Regions from separate parts of the Mus musculus genome. Here region 1 is linked to region 2. Evidence: chromatin contacts called from public Hi-C data. All regions are on one chromosome and are shown on one strand. The core of a region is the stretch at or near the end of the contact, and the rest is flanking DNA. Distances in the headings are between cores, read along the strand shown. Region 1 overlaps Pag1 (phosphoprotein associated with glycosphingolipid microdomains 1). Region 2 overlaps Zfp704 (zinc finger protein 704).

Region 1 (6,422 bases), core at 379-2,878, 130 kb after region 2:
TGGGCTCTGAAGAAAGACAGGGCCTATCTGTCCACCCCCCATTCCTCCCCTACCCTGTGCAAGCACTGGGGAGCATAGAGACACTGGGAACAAGGAGTGAGACAAGATAAGAGGTGAAAATAGCAGGAGAACATCAGTCAGGGCAGGAGAGATGCTGAGGTCCGGGGTGGCTGTGATGGGTGGTCTCAGACAAAGGAAGAGAGCCCTGGCTGGGGTCCAGGAGGAGCTTCCTGTCTGCTTGGGCTACAGGCACACTGGGAAGTGGGGGTTCAGGCAGCCTGGTACCTCACGCATGTGCTCTGAACATGCTTGCTGGGTGCAAACAGCCCAGGCCCCCCAGAGTTTAAATGCATATGTGCTTCCTGGCTGGGAGCAGGAAGCGCCCTCTCTCCTAGACCTGCCCTGGGGCCCAGCGGGAGCTCAACCCAGCCCTGCAGACACAGCTGCTGAGGCTGCTGCCACTTAAGGGCACAACAAAAGGTCACCACCCAGGTGGACAGCTCTCTCCTTGAGACTGCTGGGTCTCTCAGGATCCCATCAAATGCTGACGATCCGATAACGCACCAAGGCCAAGCTATGCTGTGGGCTCCAGGCCCCGATGAATGGCTGCAGCGCCACCCAAATGCATGCCAAAATCTCAGTCCCTAGTGCCACAGCCTAACCTCATCTGAAAGCAGGGCTATTTCAGATGGCACTAGTTAGGACTGAAGTCAGAGAGGTACAGTTGCTATCTTGGCTTCAAGACATACATTCAGAGAGGGAAGGTGACAGCAAGGACTAGGTGGGTGTGCACTAAGGAGCTGAGTTTGGGAACAGATCTAGCTCTGGAAGGGGCTCGTGTGACAACACTGAATGCTGGACTCTGCTCTCCAGAGCAGAGAGACAAGAAATCTTAGATGAATTGTCTAGTTGTTCCTTGTGACAGCCCTCCCAGACCAGGAGGGGCATGAAGACATCTCTGCAGAAGCTACCCTGAACACTGGTCAAGCCAGGCTCCCAGCCGTACATACAGTATACAGAAAGCCACAGCTAATATCCATTTACGTCCCCATGCCAGCTTCAGTTGTGTCGAAAGCCAGTAGCGCCATGCCTGGAGAGGTGTACTCGGACAGACAGACAGCCACACCGAGGCTTACCACATTCATCAGGTTCTCATGGTCCCCGCTATGCTGCCGTGGCTTCTTCTCTCTGAAAGGGAGAAGAAAATACCATTCTGATGTCAAATGTGTCCCTTAAAGTGAAGTGGACACCATACTTCCCTAGCCTAACATTTATCAGCTCCGCCTCTCTGGTTTTATTAACCAGGTTAATAAAACTAGATCAGAAAAAGTCCTGACCTACAGCAAAGGCTGAGCCCGCTTCTGGCACACCCCTTCCCAGAGGGTCAAGTTCACTACGGGAGACAGCGGGCTGCAAGCAGGATCTGTCTGTGCCTGGAACACTCAGATGACAGACACTGCCTTTATTCTTTAGCAAATCCTAACAATGACCTCATCTTCTCCCTTAAGAGTCTGTGAAGTCACGTGCCGTAAGGGATGAGAGAAAATATGGGAGATACTACTTTGGCACATCAGGGAGGTGACATTCTCTCAGGATGAGTCATAGGTACTTCCAGTCTACGGAAAAGTCTGCCTAGTAAAAACAGAATGTGTTTTACACAGAACAGGCTAAAGAAAGCCATTGGTTGTAAAGACCACATTTCTATCTGTGGCGAGAAGAGGGTGACACCTAGCGGGAGAGTGAGTCATTACAGTAGCAGATTCTTGAAGTTTTGGGGAGCCAAGTCTAGTGTCTCTAGGCTTGTCCTGTCCTTCAAGACCTGAGTCCTTGCTTGGCAGGGACTAGGAGAGGCTGCAGAGGCCAGAGGGCATGGGTTTCTCTTTTTGACAGATTTTAGAATGGGATCCAAATCGAGAGAGTTGAGTATGGAGCTGGCTAAGCTGGTTCCCACTGGCTCCCAGCTAGACCAGAAGGCTGCACCCTGCATCATCTCTGACAGTTCTGGGCATCCGTCTTGGTTACAAAGAACTTCACTTCTCCCTGAGCCAAGGGAGACAAGTATAATGCTGAAAAAAAGAGAAAAAAGGCTTCCATTTTCAGTGAGCCTCTCTTGTAGGAAATACAAGCCTATGTCTTCCTAAAGGGCAGTTTATCACACACAGTTTTACTAATATGTGAGCTCTCCAGGCCACGCAATAGTGAGCACCCTCAGTGACTTCCCACTGTGGCAACAGGATGTAGTACCTCACACTTAGATTTCAGTATGCCCATGGCCAAAGACAGCACACAAAGACTGTGCTCAAAGAATTGCAGAATTCATTCCAGACATTTAGATAGGAAGGGCTCTTTGCTTTGCCCTCCAGGAAGATCAATAAGCATTTTCAATTGACGAATGAAGAATGCCCTTTGTGACCAACCCATGAATGTGGGCCAGGGAGGCTCTTAATAAAGAGGCTCCGTGGGACACAGGGAAAACAGCAGGTTTAGGCTCTAGAACATGCATGTTTGTTCTAACCTGTCGCAAGTGGAACACAGGAGGACGAGGAAGGTGATGAGGAAGAACATGGCCACGGCAGCCAGACTTCCCCACAGGACCATCTGCATCTGCATCTGCCCACTGCTCAGTACGCTTCCTGCAGGGCCCATGGTGGGAGCTGGGGTGACCAGCAGGTGGGGTCAGTTCTTCATAGGAGATCACATGGGTCTAGAAGGCTTCATCCTCCTGCAGAGAGAACGACACTACACGTTCAGAATCCCTTCCCGGGAAAGGCTGAGCAGTCCCGATATCAAGATCCCAAACCAGAAAGAACCCTGACCTGATTGCTGAGTGCTGCTGTGGTGCTGTCAGAAGCTTGAAATGCATGTGTGCTGAAACCATGTAAAATTACGGTTGTGTACGAGGAGACTCCGACAGCCACAGGAATGCCACGCTCACACCTGTGTCTTCTCTCCAGGTTAGCTACCTCTATTTCAGAATCTGAAAGGTCTCTAGCAGCACTTCACATAAGAAACACAGAGCCTCCCTGTCAGGAGCAAGGCCTCACAGCCGCCAGGGCGATGTTCACAGAAGGTAGGCGTGCCTGGAACCTGGCTGGCTCTCTTCAAGTCTGTGCTGTGATGTTTGATTTCCTCACATGGGATTTGACTGGGGATGCACCAGTGTGTAGCAGAGCATCCAAAGCAGTGGGTAGTTTATCATCTTAGTATGAGGAGTCAATAAAGACTTCCAGCACCCCAAAGCAAGCAAAATATGCTTGTTTGCGTTAATACGCCTTAGCCAAGGCAGTATGAAATGTTTGCTACACATGTGTATGTGCGTACGTAATTCCTAACTTTCAATTTTAAATTCATTTTTATTTATATAGGCGTTTGTGTGTGCGCGCGCATACATATGTATGTGCCCCATGGGACAACTGTGGAGGCTGTCAGGCGTGGTGGTGAGCATCTTTACATCTCAGCCATCTCACTGGTTTCCTAGACACATATTTTGCAAAATAGCAATTTCCTTCCCGTGCCTCTGTTTATCCCCGTAGCTCCTCAAGCCCTTTTCCTTAGAGCTAGAGATTAACCAGTGTCTATCTGTCTGTCTGTCTACACGCCCACAGACTGCTGCCCACTTAGAGTGTGGCTTCACTTTCAAGGAGGAGCTTTCACTGAGCTGATATTGGGTACCCAGCAAATTCACCTTCAGAGGAAAGGCTTGTGCTGAGGACACGACCTTAGCAGAGGGCAAGACCAATGTGTAAGGAACCACAGAGCAGGCATAAGACCCGCACTTAGTTCCCAGCCGCCACTGACTGCTCTCGCAGTTACTGCTCCCCGCTCCAGGGGAAGCACTGACCACCTCCACTTGGACCCGGTCTCCACGCAGCCATGTTCTCCTCCACGTGGACCATCCCTCTGTTCCCGCCATCATGCTGCTGACAGTGCTCAGGCTAGTGCTCCTTATTTGTTATTTTGTAATTTGTAAACACTGTCAAATATTTCCATATTAGAGACATACGGAGAATAGAGGAGCATACCAGGCTAACATTAGCTGTGGTAAGAGAGGCCTTATTTAAACTACACCCATTTGGTTAGCTCCAGAACATTCTAATTAAGAGGAACAGCCTGAAGTTTATGCTCAAGCAAGCAGAAAAGGAAGAAAACATGACTTCTGTGTTAGGCTAATGAATCATAACTAAATTTTTCTTGCAGAAAGACCACGAATTTTTACATTTTCACTTGGTTCAGTGATATTACTGTAGTAACGTGGCCGTCTGAGAGTGCGCACGTGCTGGCACCTGTAGGGCATCTCAGCGACAAACCAGATGTAACCAAAGAGGGTAAGTCGAAGCCACTGCAACAGAGGCAGAATGCTCTATTAAACATCTACCTGCAAATTCAAGGAAGCCCATAGCCGAGGTAGAGTACAGCCGAGGAGACCCGACCGCCCTGTCTGCCAGTGCGCATGGATACCCCTCTAACGCTATAATGCTTTGGGGTTTCTTGGGTAATATGGAACTTCCCCTGGTTATATATTATGTCTGCAAACACAACAGGGTCAGTGTGACACACAGACAAATTGCTTCTGCATGGGTAAGTAACCACCACATTTCAGGAGACAAAGAACAATTCACTTTAAACCGTGCCCGCAGTGACAGGTTTCTAAAATACACATGGGAGAGCATTTAAGTCACAGTGACCTCTGATATAATTTTGTGTAGCTGCAAATCATGAAACACTTTCAGAAACACAGACAAAGGATCCATCTCTTGTACACACACAGTTTTGTTTCTTCATCCACACCCTGATTAATCAATGTGATTTATAAAGAGCAAACTTTGTAGATGATAGCTGCTGTGGAATTGCTCGGGGCAGAGCAGCGGGTGCACCAGGAGCCTGCACGCAGGGCTCTCCAGGGCTCCCTCCACTTCTGAACGCGTCTCATCTTTCCTCTTTCTTGTTCTCTTAACAGGAGGCGGCTGCTGGAATAGGTGAAGTGTGGGGGGTACCAGCCTAGCATGACAGTCCAGGGAGGGAGGATGAAAGGGGGACACTCAGAGCTACTGAATAAAAGATGGAACTTACAGCTTACCCCCTTCAATTAGAACTTCATGAAAAGCCACTGAAAGAAATCCTCCCCAGCTCTTGCCCTGTACAAAAATCTCATAATGAGAAGAGTAATTGTCTGGTTCACTTCGGGGAGCCAGGGTAAAACCTCAGGCTCAGCCACAGACGGCTTCCACCCCAGTGCCCCACTGCTACTTGACTGGAGGACTGAGGCTACAGCAGGGGCGGAGGAGAGACAGGAGACAAAACGGTCTCCAGAGGAGCGTGGCATCAGGGTATGTGTACAGTCACACCTCTCACCTCCAGAGTGGACTATTCCTGTTCTAGAGATCTTACACTCTTTTTTCTCCACCTCTTTCTGGATCTGCCTCCATAATTCTGCCACCAACACCTCACGTGGATACTGCCTTGAATTTTCCCAGGCTCCTTTACAACCCAGCTTCTTTACAACTTCCTGCCCACTTGTGTAGATACACTGCTTGCCCAGTAGGTGGCGATGCAATGTACCCTCCCTGTGTGAACGCACTCCCATTCATGTGTATGGTGTGACTTTTGTGCTCTTCGCCTTCTTGGCAGGGATGGGAGTGTGGTCCTTACGTAGGGTGCATGTTACATTTCTGGAAAAGACTCGTCGTGAATAACTGATTTTGTAGGTCAGTCATGGTGGCACATGCCTTTAGTCTCAGCACTTGGGAGGCATAGGTAATCTATGGCATAGGTAATCTATGGATCTCTGTGAGTTTGAGGCCAGCCTGGTCTACAGAGTGAGTCCCATGACAGCTAGGACTACAAAGATAGATCCTGTCACAAACAAACAAACAAACAAACAAACAAACAACCTTACTAAAAACAAAGAGCAGCCGATTTTGGGACTGCATATATAAATATTTTTTTAATAAAAAATCTTTAAAAATTTATTCCTCTCTCCACCTTGACCACTTTCCTCTCCTTCCTGTCCTCCTAGCTCTTCTCCCTTCCCTTCCCCCTCCCCATCCACTCCTCCTTTTCCCTTCAGACAAGGTCAGGCCTGCAATCTGGTATGAACTAAACATCCATATGAAAGTCGCAGTCATACTATGATAAACCCTCCTATCAAGGCTGGATGAGTTGACCCAGCAGGAGGAAAGGGCCCCACAAGGAGGTAAAAGATCAGAGGCAGCCCCTGCCCCCACTGCAAGGAGTCCCACAAGAACATCAAGCTACACAACCATAACATAAATGCAGAGGGCCTAGGTCAGACCCATGCAGGCTTTCTGATTGTCAGTTCATGCTCTGTGAGCCCTGATGAGTCCAGGTTAATCAATTCTGTGGATTTTCTTATGATGCCCATGACTCCTCTGGCTCCCACAATCCTTCCGTACCCCCTTCCA
Region 2 (7,107 bases), core at 3,919-6,418:
TTACCACTCCCACAACCCCCACAAGAGAAGCATGGCTAGAAGTCACATAAGCAATGGCCCAAGCTTCTGACCTTCAGGCTAAACTCCTCCGCAGTTACCTAGCAACAGTGAACATCATAAAAAGGGCTGTTCAGCCCCACCTCACTCTCTCACTTCTCACTGCTCTTACCTCTTACTCCTCACTCTCGCCCTCTCTCTCCCCTTTGTCTTCTCTCCTCTCCTCTCTCCCTCTTACTCTTTCTCTCTAGTCTTCTCTCTCTCTCTCTCTCTCTCTCTCTCTCTCTCTCTCTCTCTCCCCCCTACCTTCTCTCTTTCCCCCTGCCTTTCTATAATAAAGCTCTAAAACCATAGAGAGTCTCTGCTCATCAAGATCCGCTGCACACTCTGGTCAGTGTTGGGAACCTCTTCCCTCTCCCTCTCTCCTATAACCCCGGGGGCTTTAGCAGATAGGGCTGCCCCTTGGCCACCCCCTGAGTGGGTCAGAGGCTTGAATGCCCACCCAGGGATGAGTGGAAGGTAAATAGCAGCCCTCCCACACCTGACAGACCAGAGAATAGGTAAACCTCTGGTGGGGTGTGGGTTTTCCCTTCCCCCTCCCCCCCCAAGGCCCCTTATTAATTCCAGACTGTCCATGTACTTTTTTCTTTCATTATTAAAAGTAAAGAGCATGGCTGTGCAAGTATCTTTATGTATTTATAAATTTTATAGGAAAATTTTCTGAAGAGAATTGCTGAATCAAACAACCTAGTTTTGGCAGTGGACAAGCAGAGAATATCCTCACACTGTGGGCATCACCATGTATCACACTCTTAATAAAAGGAACACATTTGCTCTCCTCCTAGTCAGACACATGTAGGGTACTGTACGGCCCTCCATGGGCATCAGTCCTACGACTTTAAAGATCAAAACAGTATGTCCAAAGCTCGAAGATGCATGGGCCTAGAGGGCTCATTTATTTCATATATAACAAAGTACACACATATACAAAGAGACACATACAATTTAAGTAATAATATCATAAGTTTTTTTTTACTTTAAAAACAGGAAAATTCAAATAATAAAGTTGGCTTTTTTGCTTATGCGATTCACAAAAATGATAGTAATTCTTTCTGCTCTTTGGATTGTTTCACTTTGGTCTGCGGGTGGCACGTTGGTTTTAGTTTGTGTGGCTTGGTATTTTGAGATAAGGTGTCTAACATTTGGCCCAGGCTGGCCTAGAGCTTGTAATGTCACTCGGGATGACCTTGAACTTCCCATTTCCCTGCCCCCACCTCCCATTTCCCTGCCCCCACCTCCCATTTCCCTGCCCCCACCTCCCATTTCCCTGCCCCCACCTCCCATTTCCCTGCCCCCACCTCCCATTTCCCTGCCCTTACCTCCCATTTCCCTGCCCCCACCTCCCATTTCCCTGCCCCCACCTCCCAAGTGCTAGAACTTCGTGTCTGCACCACCACACCTAGTTTCTGTGCTGCTAGGACTCGAACCCATGGCCTTGAGTGTGGAAGACTGAGCACACTACCACCCAAGCCACATCCCCAGCTCTTCTTTATGCTTTCTAACATGAGAGGTTAAGTAGAATTCTTAAATACCATTGATAGGAGCAAAGTTTAGAAGGTTAACCTGGAATCATGAAGCAAAATCTGTGTATAATAAATACAGCAAGTCTACATTTAAGTAAACAAATAAAAACACACAAAAATGTTAACCACAGAAATGCTTATAATCTTTTTAAAAGTTATGTAAATAGTTATCAATAGATTATCAGTCAAACATGACAAGTAAATGCAGGGAGAAAAACAATATACCGACCATGAAAAGGATTACAGGTGATTTTATGTATGCTTAGAGGAGAGGAGTGTGTATAGGCAGCGATGGAAATCATTTTGAAAGGACTCTTTAAATGTTAACAATGTGCTCATTGGTAACATGCTTGTACAGGCCAAGTTTTCTATCTTGTTTACAGTTTTCAGTATCAACACACAATGTGGTATTTTAAAACTTGTACTAACCTACAATGAAAAAAACACATTTTTATATTTACTAAGACTCTAACATTTACACAATATCTTTTTTCTACTAGTTTTCCATGATTAATGTATATGTACTTCTTAAAGGAACAATAAATTACTTCAAATAATGAGCCCACTGGCAGTGTGAGGCCCACTGGCCATTAGCATCCCTTAGTTATCTGGTCCTCCGGCCCCTCCTTCCTGAGTTCCTCCATACACATCACACATATTACCCAGGGTAATTTCTTGCAAGGGAACAAAGCTTCAGTTCTATGAAAATACTGCCAATTACCAATTACCAACTGACAAATAAAACTCAGGCTCTTTACTCCAATGAGCAGCTTCTGTTGTTCTAAAGAAAATAATCAGCACATGTATAATAGAATGCATTTGGAGAAATCGCAACTTTTTAAACAAAACTTCACAGCATCTGTTTAAGTGTTAGATGCCTATAATAATGTCCTCAGGTTGGCACATCAGTCTTCCTTAATTTAAAAAAAAAAAAAAAAACACCTGGATTCTGGAGCAATGATACCCACACGAGTCACCAAGGAGGACGCTGCCAACATTGCCCACGTCCTTGACCCACCCATTCTGAGACACGTTCCCCCGAAATTTATAGAACTGAGAAGGCAAGAAGTGTGTGTCAACACTGCCTTGAAGTGATATTACTCACCCACCCAGTCAGATGGGAGGCGCTGGCTCGAGAGCAAGTGATTTCCAGGAATAATTTGAAGAAAGCTAGTTGCCTTCTGAGGCTTTCTGAATAATAAAATGTATTACAGGAATTCTGATACATGGCATGCAGGATAGGCCACAAGGAAAACACGGCTGAGACCAGGCAATGAAGGCACCTGAGTGGGTCCCCTAGCAAGCCTTTAGGTCCTCATCTTGCTCCAGAACGCCACAAGGACTCTTTCAAACTTCTTACAGAGAGCTCTGCCTATCTCCAATTACAGGTTATACATTTGGATTTATTTCTAAAACTTTCTTTCCTAACACACGCAGTTTATATGTTTGGTATCTAAAGATGATATATCACACACTGTGTGGCAGCCGTTATCAGCCTAAAGATTGAAAAATGTGTCACAAAAGGCTTCCACTAACAATAGGAACAGTGGAGTCTGTTGTTTTAAAAATATTACTGCCTGGCCAGGGAGATGGCTCAGCAGTTAAGAGCACTTAACTGCTCCTGCAGTAGACCCAGGCTTGGAGCCCCATGCCAGCATAGAAGTTAACAACTGTCTTTAACTCCACTTCCTCCTTCTGTTCTTCACAGGCTCCAGACATTCATCATACAACATTCAAGCAAAAACACTCATACACACGAGGGGGGGGGGGGGGAGCGGAGAGGGAGGGGGAGGAAAACACATAAGACTCTAAGACTTATCAGTCTTTTTTTTTAAGATTTATTTATTATATGTAAGTACACTGTAGCTGACTTCAGATGCACCAGAAGAGGAGGGCAGGGTGTCAGATCTCTCATTATCGGTGGTTGTGAGCCACCATGTGGTTGCTGGGATTTGAACTCAGGACCTTCAGAAATGCAGTCAGTGCTTTTAACCGCTAAGCCATCTTCCCAGCTCAAGTTATCAGTCTTGAAAGAATGGATAAAAGCTACTTCTAAAAATAGTTAACAGTCCTCTATTCTCTTACTTTAAATTCTTTTAATTTTATGCTGCATACACAGAAAAATAAGTCAGATTGCAAATCTACCCAGTTCTAATGAATATCTGCAGAAAAACCACTTTAAAACCAACTGCTTCCAAACTAGCTCTTACTTCAAGTAATTGTTTGGCCCTCTGAATTCTGTTGTGTGCTGCACATGGAGACAGCATAACTGACTTATGACAACCAGTCTGGTTTGGTCCAGCGTCCACAGGGTTAGAAATCAAATTGAGGGGTGGGGCCGGAAGCCTGGTCTGGTCTGGAGTCATATACTCCACTCTCTCCTTAATTAGTGTTGCAAGTTCCCAGTTTCCTATCACGTGGGCTCACTTTACTATCCCGACAGTTTACTACCCAGCAAAGCATGACTTGGCTTGCTCTCTCAGAGATTAGTCAGCAACATACTTAGGACGGGAAGCTATCACACCGCTTTCTAGTGCAGAATTCTTGGCTAAGTTTCAGGCCTTCTATTAACATTATGTAAGTGAAAACACACAACTTGGTTTTTTGGGTTTTTTTTTTTTTAAGTTCCTTTTAGAAAAGCCTTGAAGGAAGAAAGGAAGAAAGGAAGAAAGGAAGAAAGGAAGAAAGGAAGAAAGAAAGAAAGAAAGAAAGAAAGAATGAATTAATTCAGTAAAGTCCATTCAAGCTCAGCCACCTTGATCTGTTTCACTTTCCCAGGCAACTGTAAGGACAAAGGAGAAATTGGTCTTAGAGGCCAACCCTGTTTGACTCTAGAATGCACAAATTTGACTTTGCCACATTAAACAGATGTTCTGCTTGCCTTAACGTGCTGTTTAAATGGACCAGCCACAGGCACTCGTGTGGTAGCCTTATGCACTTGGCCTTCAGAACAGGTCTAGAATGTAGTTACCTCCCATCACTGCCGCAGTCAGCACTCAGTCCTGCAGCCAGTGTCCTGCCTGGTTACACATGCTGTCCCCTGTCACCGTTCTCCTTGCTCAGAGCACTCGCTGCTACCACCTCCCTCCCTCCACGCCTATCCCAGTTTCAGTCCTGTGAAACTAACTTATCCAACCTTCCATCTCCCCACCCCCACCGCTGCTGTAGTTAGGAGCTATACGGTCACACAAAGGCCCATACCTAAAAGGCGCTGCGGAGATGGGGTGTCATGAAAGGCCTTCACTGGAGGCAAGCCTCTGATGGTCAAACTGGTCCCTGGGTCTGTTTCCTGCTGCCTCTTGCCCATTCCTGCCTGATATGAAAAGGCTCCTCTGCCATACATGCCACAGTGTTTCAAACAAGAGGATGGACTGATGATATCACCACAGCTGGAAGCAAATCTCCTCCCTCAGCCCGGAAAGCTCGCAGCCTGGAGGCTATGGCAGGAAAACTCGAGTTCTAGGCAAAGCTGGATAACACAGCAAGAGAGCTGTTTTAAAGAAAGGAGCCTGACTCTCTTGAGGCGCTCTGTTACAGTAATGGTAAGTTGGCCAACAGACTGTGCCATCGCCACCAGCCTGACCACAAAGCCACAGAACTGCGTGGACTTGGAACTTACGGCAGGCTGCTTCCTGGTCCTCTGTCCTTACATCTCCCCAGGGGATATCAGCCCTGATGCCTGTTTAAAATTGCAATCCTCCGTTCTCAGTTACATACCCAATTCCGCTCTGTCCTGTGGACTATCGTGGTTTCACAGGTAGCAGCCTGGGGTCTGAGCTGCTGCTGTCAGAACACTAGCTCTGTGCGGAGGACAGTAGGTATACTTAGCTTTAGGGGCGGATGCTATCCTAGAACTAGAAGAATGTCTGAAGCAGGGCCATCGTTGCTACGGGATAAGCACACAGGGTTCCGGGTGACTGCAGTGTCACACAGAAGCCCACCTATAAAAGGCCACAACAGGCAGATTCCGAGTTCATGCAGCTGACAAGTGTAAGGTCCCAGAACTCTTCCATCTCAAAGCAACATCCGAGGCTGCCTAGTGTGAAAGAGTGCGCTCTGTGCATCACATGAGAGTCAGATGGCCACCATCTTCTGTAGCTTCATTTTATGGAGGGCTCATCTTTGGGGCTGCAGCCCTTTTTTAAAATAAGAGCTATATAAAGTACAGGTTTTTGGTTGTTAAACTACAGTATTCTCAACCTTCTTTCCACAAGTCCCAGCAGGTTAGTCCAGAACAAACCTTTAGGGAATTATTAAGGCAGAATTTCAGAACGAGTCACAGTTAAGATAATAAAAACTTCAAAGCCCTGGAGGTAATGATCCCACCGTCCAGTGTGCGATGCTCAGATGCACAAGGACCAGCTGGGTCACAGGTCTGATCCCCGCCTCTTCTGCCCACCTGTCTGGGGTTAACAGTAAATCGGACCCATCCATTCCCCAAATGTGTTCCAACATTTGCAATCAATAAAGTTAATGATAATGAAAGCCACCTGTATGTTTATATTTGTAAGATAGGGCTACTTTATGCCCTACCTGAAGGTTTAGATTTTGTGTAGATGTCTTTCTGAAGAAAGAGAGGCCACTGTTTTACTGAGGGGCAGCTAGTCTACAAAGAACTGTCCACAGACTATATAGAGCTTTGCTGGCAGACAGGCCATTTCTAAGGAGCTGGGACCCAGTCATTTCTTCTCTCAGAGCCTGCAGAACTATCTGTGGACCACAAGCTTACACAGCCCCTGGGAGAATCACTGTCTCCCCAGGGTACTTTCTACTCACTGGCTGCCAGTCTCTGAACTCCTCTGTGGGGTCAGTTCAATCCTGGCCATGAATACAGACAGAGAGAAAATGTGTGAGAACTGAGGGAGGAGCCAGTTTCAAAAGCCAAAAGCACTTGCAGCTGAGCATAGAACAAGACTCACCTTTAGACATGAGCTTTTCCTAACCAAAACGCACATTTCAGAGCAGCGGTTAGACTACACGCTGACAAATATACTACTTCTTTTGTTTTGTTTGGGTTTTATTTTTATTTTTTGCTTTTTTGGGGGGTGGGGGGCACCACATGAGTCAAGGTTTCTCTGTGTAGTTGTGGCTGTCCTTGAACTAGCTCTGTAGACCAGGCTGGCCTCAAACTCAGAGAGATCCCCTTGTCTCTGGCTCCCAAGTGCTGGGATTAAATGCACCACCTCACCTGGGACAAATCTACTTCTGATTCATATAAATAAAAGGTCAAACCAAGCCCTCACCTGGGGCCTCAGGCTTGCTAAGAACACAGTAAAGTTTTTCTGGTTACAAACAGCTCCAAGGGAAAGGAGAGATCCAGACTCCAATCTTAATTACATACAAATGGAAGACAGACCAAAACTCCCCAGCAAAACAGAGTGTCAGGAAAAGGAGGCGGCAGGAGGGGCTTTGAAGGACGAAGGCGTCCTAGCTTGCTTTCTGCTGGTGAGGAACACCAGGACCAAAGCAAGGAAGGGAAGAAAGGGTTTGCTCGGCTCACACATTTAGGTCATCATCCATCATGGAG

The links. A called contact is a pair of places that touch in the nucleus more often than the background predicts.
Region 1: a Hi-C map of uterus shows a contact between it and region 2, with 4 times the contacts expected there. The contact joins two enhancer-like sites. A contact is called at or near these places in 1 of 15 datasets of contacts at CTCF or cohesin (large pre-B cells), 5 of 484 Hi-C or Micro-C datasets (Sertoli cells, cortical neurons, induced germline stem cells and 2 more) and 3 of 9 other capture datasets (bone marrow-derived macrophages, embryonic stem cells and pancreatic islet).

What each region holds. Positions count from the first base shown.
Region 1 is chr3:9,703,568-9,709,989 of GRCm38.p6, forward strand. Pag1 (phosphoprotein associated with glycosphingolipid microdomains 1) reads right to left here. Exons shown (of 9, transcript NM_001195031.1): 4 at 2,516-2,722; 5 at 1,137-1,188. The coding sequence starts at 2,646. Among named protein-coding and RNA genes, the nearest start is that of Gm33169, 44 kb to the left of the region's middle. Within about 2 kb of position 1,629, at least 124 of the 459 cell types and tissues checked have an H3K27ac peak or open chromatin away from gene starts, as enhancers often do. A contact at or near this core is called in bone marrow-derived macrophages and uterus, where this site is marked.
Region 2 is chr3:9,569,798-9,576,904 of GRCm38.p6, forward strand. The region is part of intron 1 of Zfp704 (zinc finger protein 704); the gene reads right to left. Among named protein-coding and RNA genes, the nearest start is that of Zfp704, 37 kb to the right of the region's middle. Within about 2 kb of position 5,169, at least 105 of the 459 cell types and tissues checked have an H3K27ac peak or open chromatin away from gene starts, as enhancers often do. A contact at or near this core is called in bone marrow-derived macrophages and uterus, where this site is marked.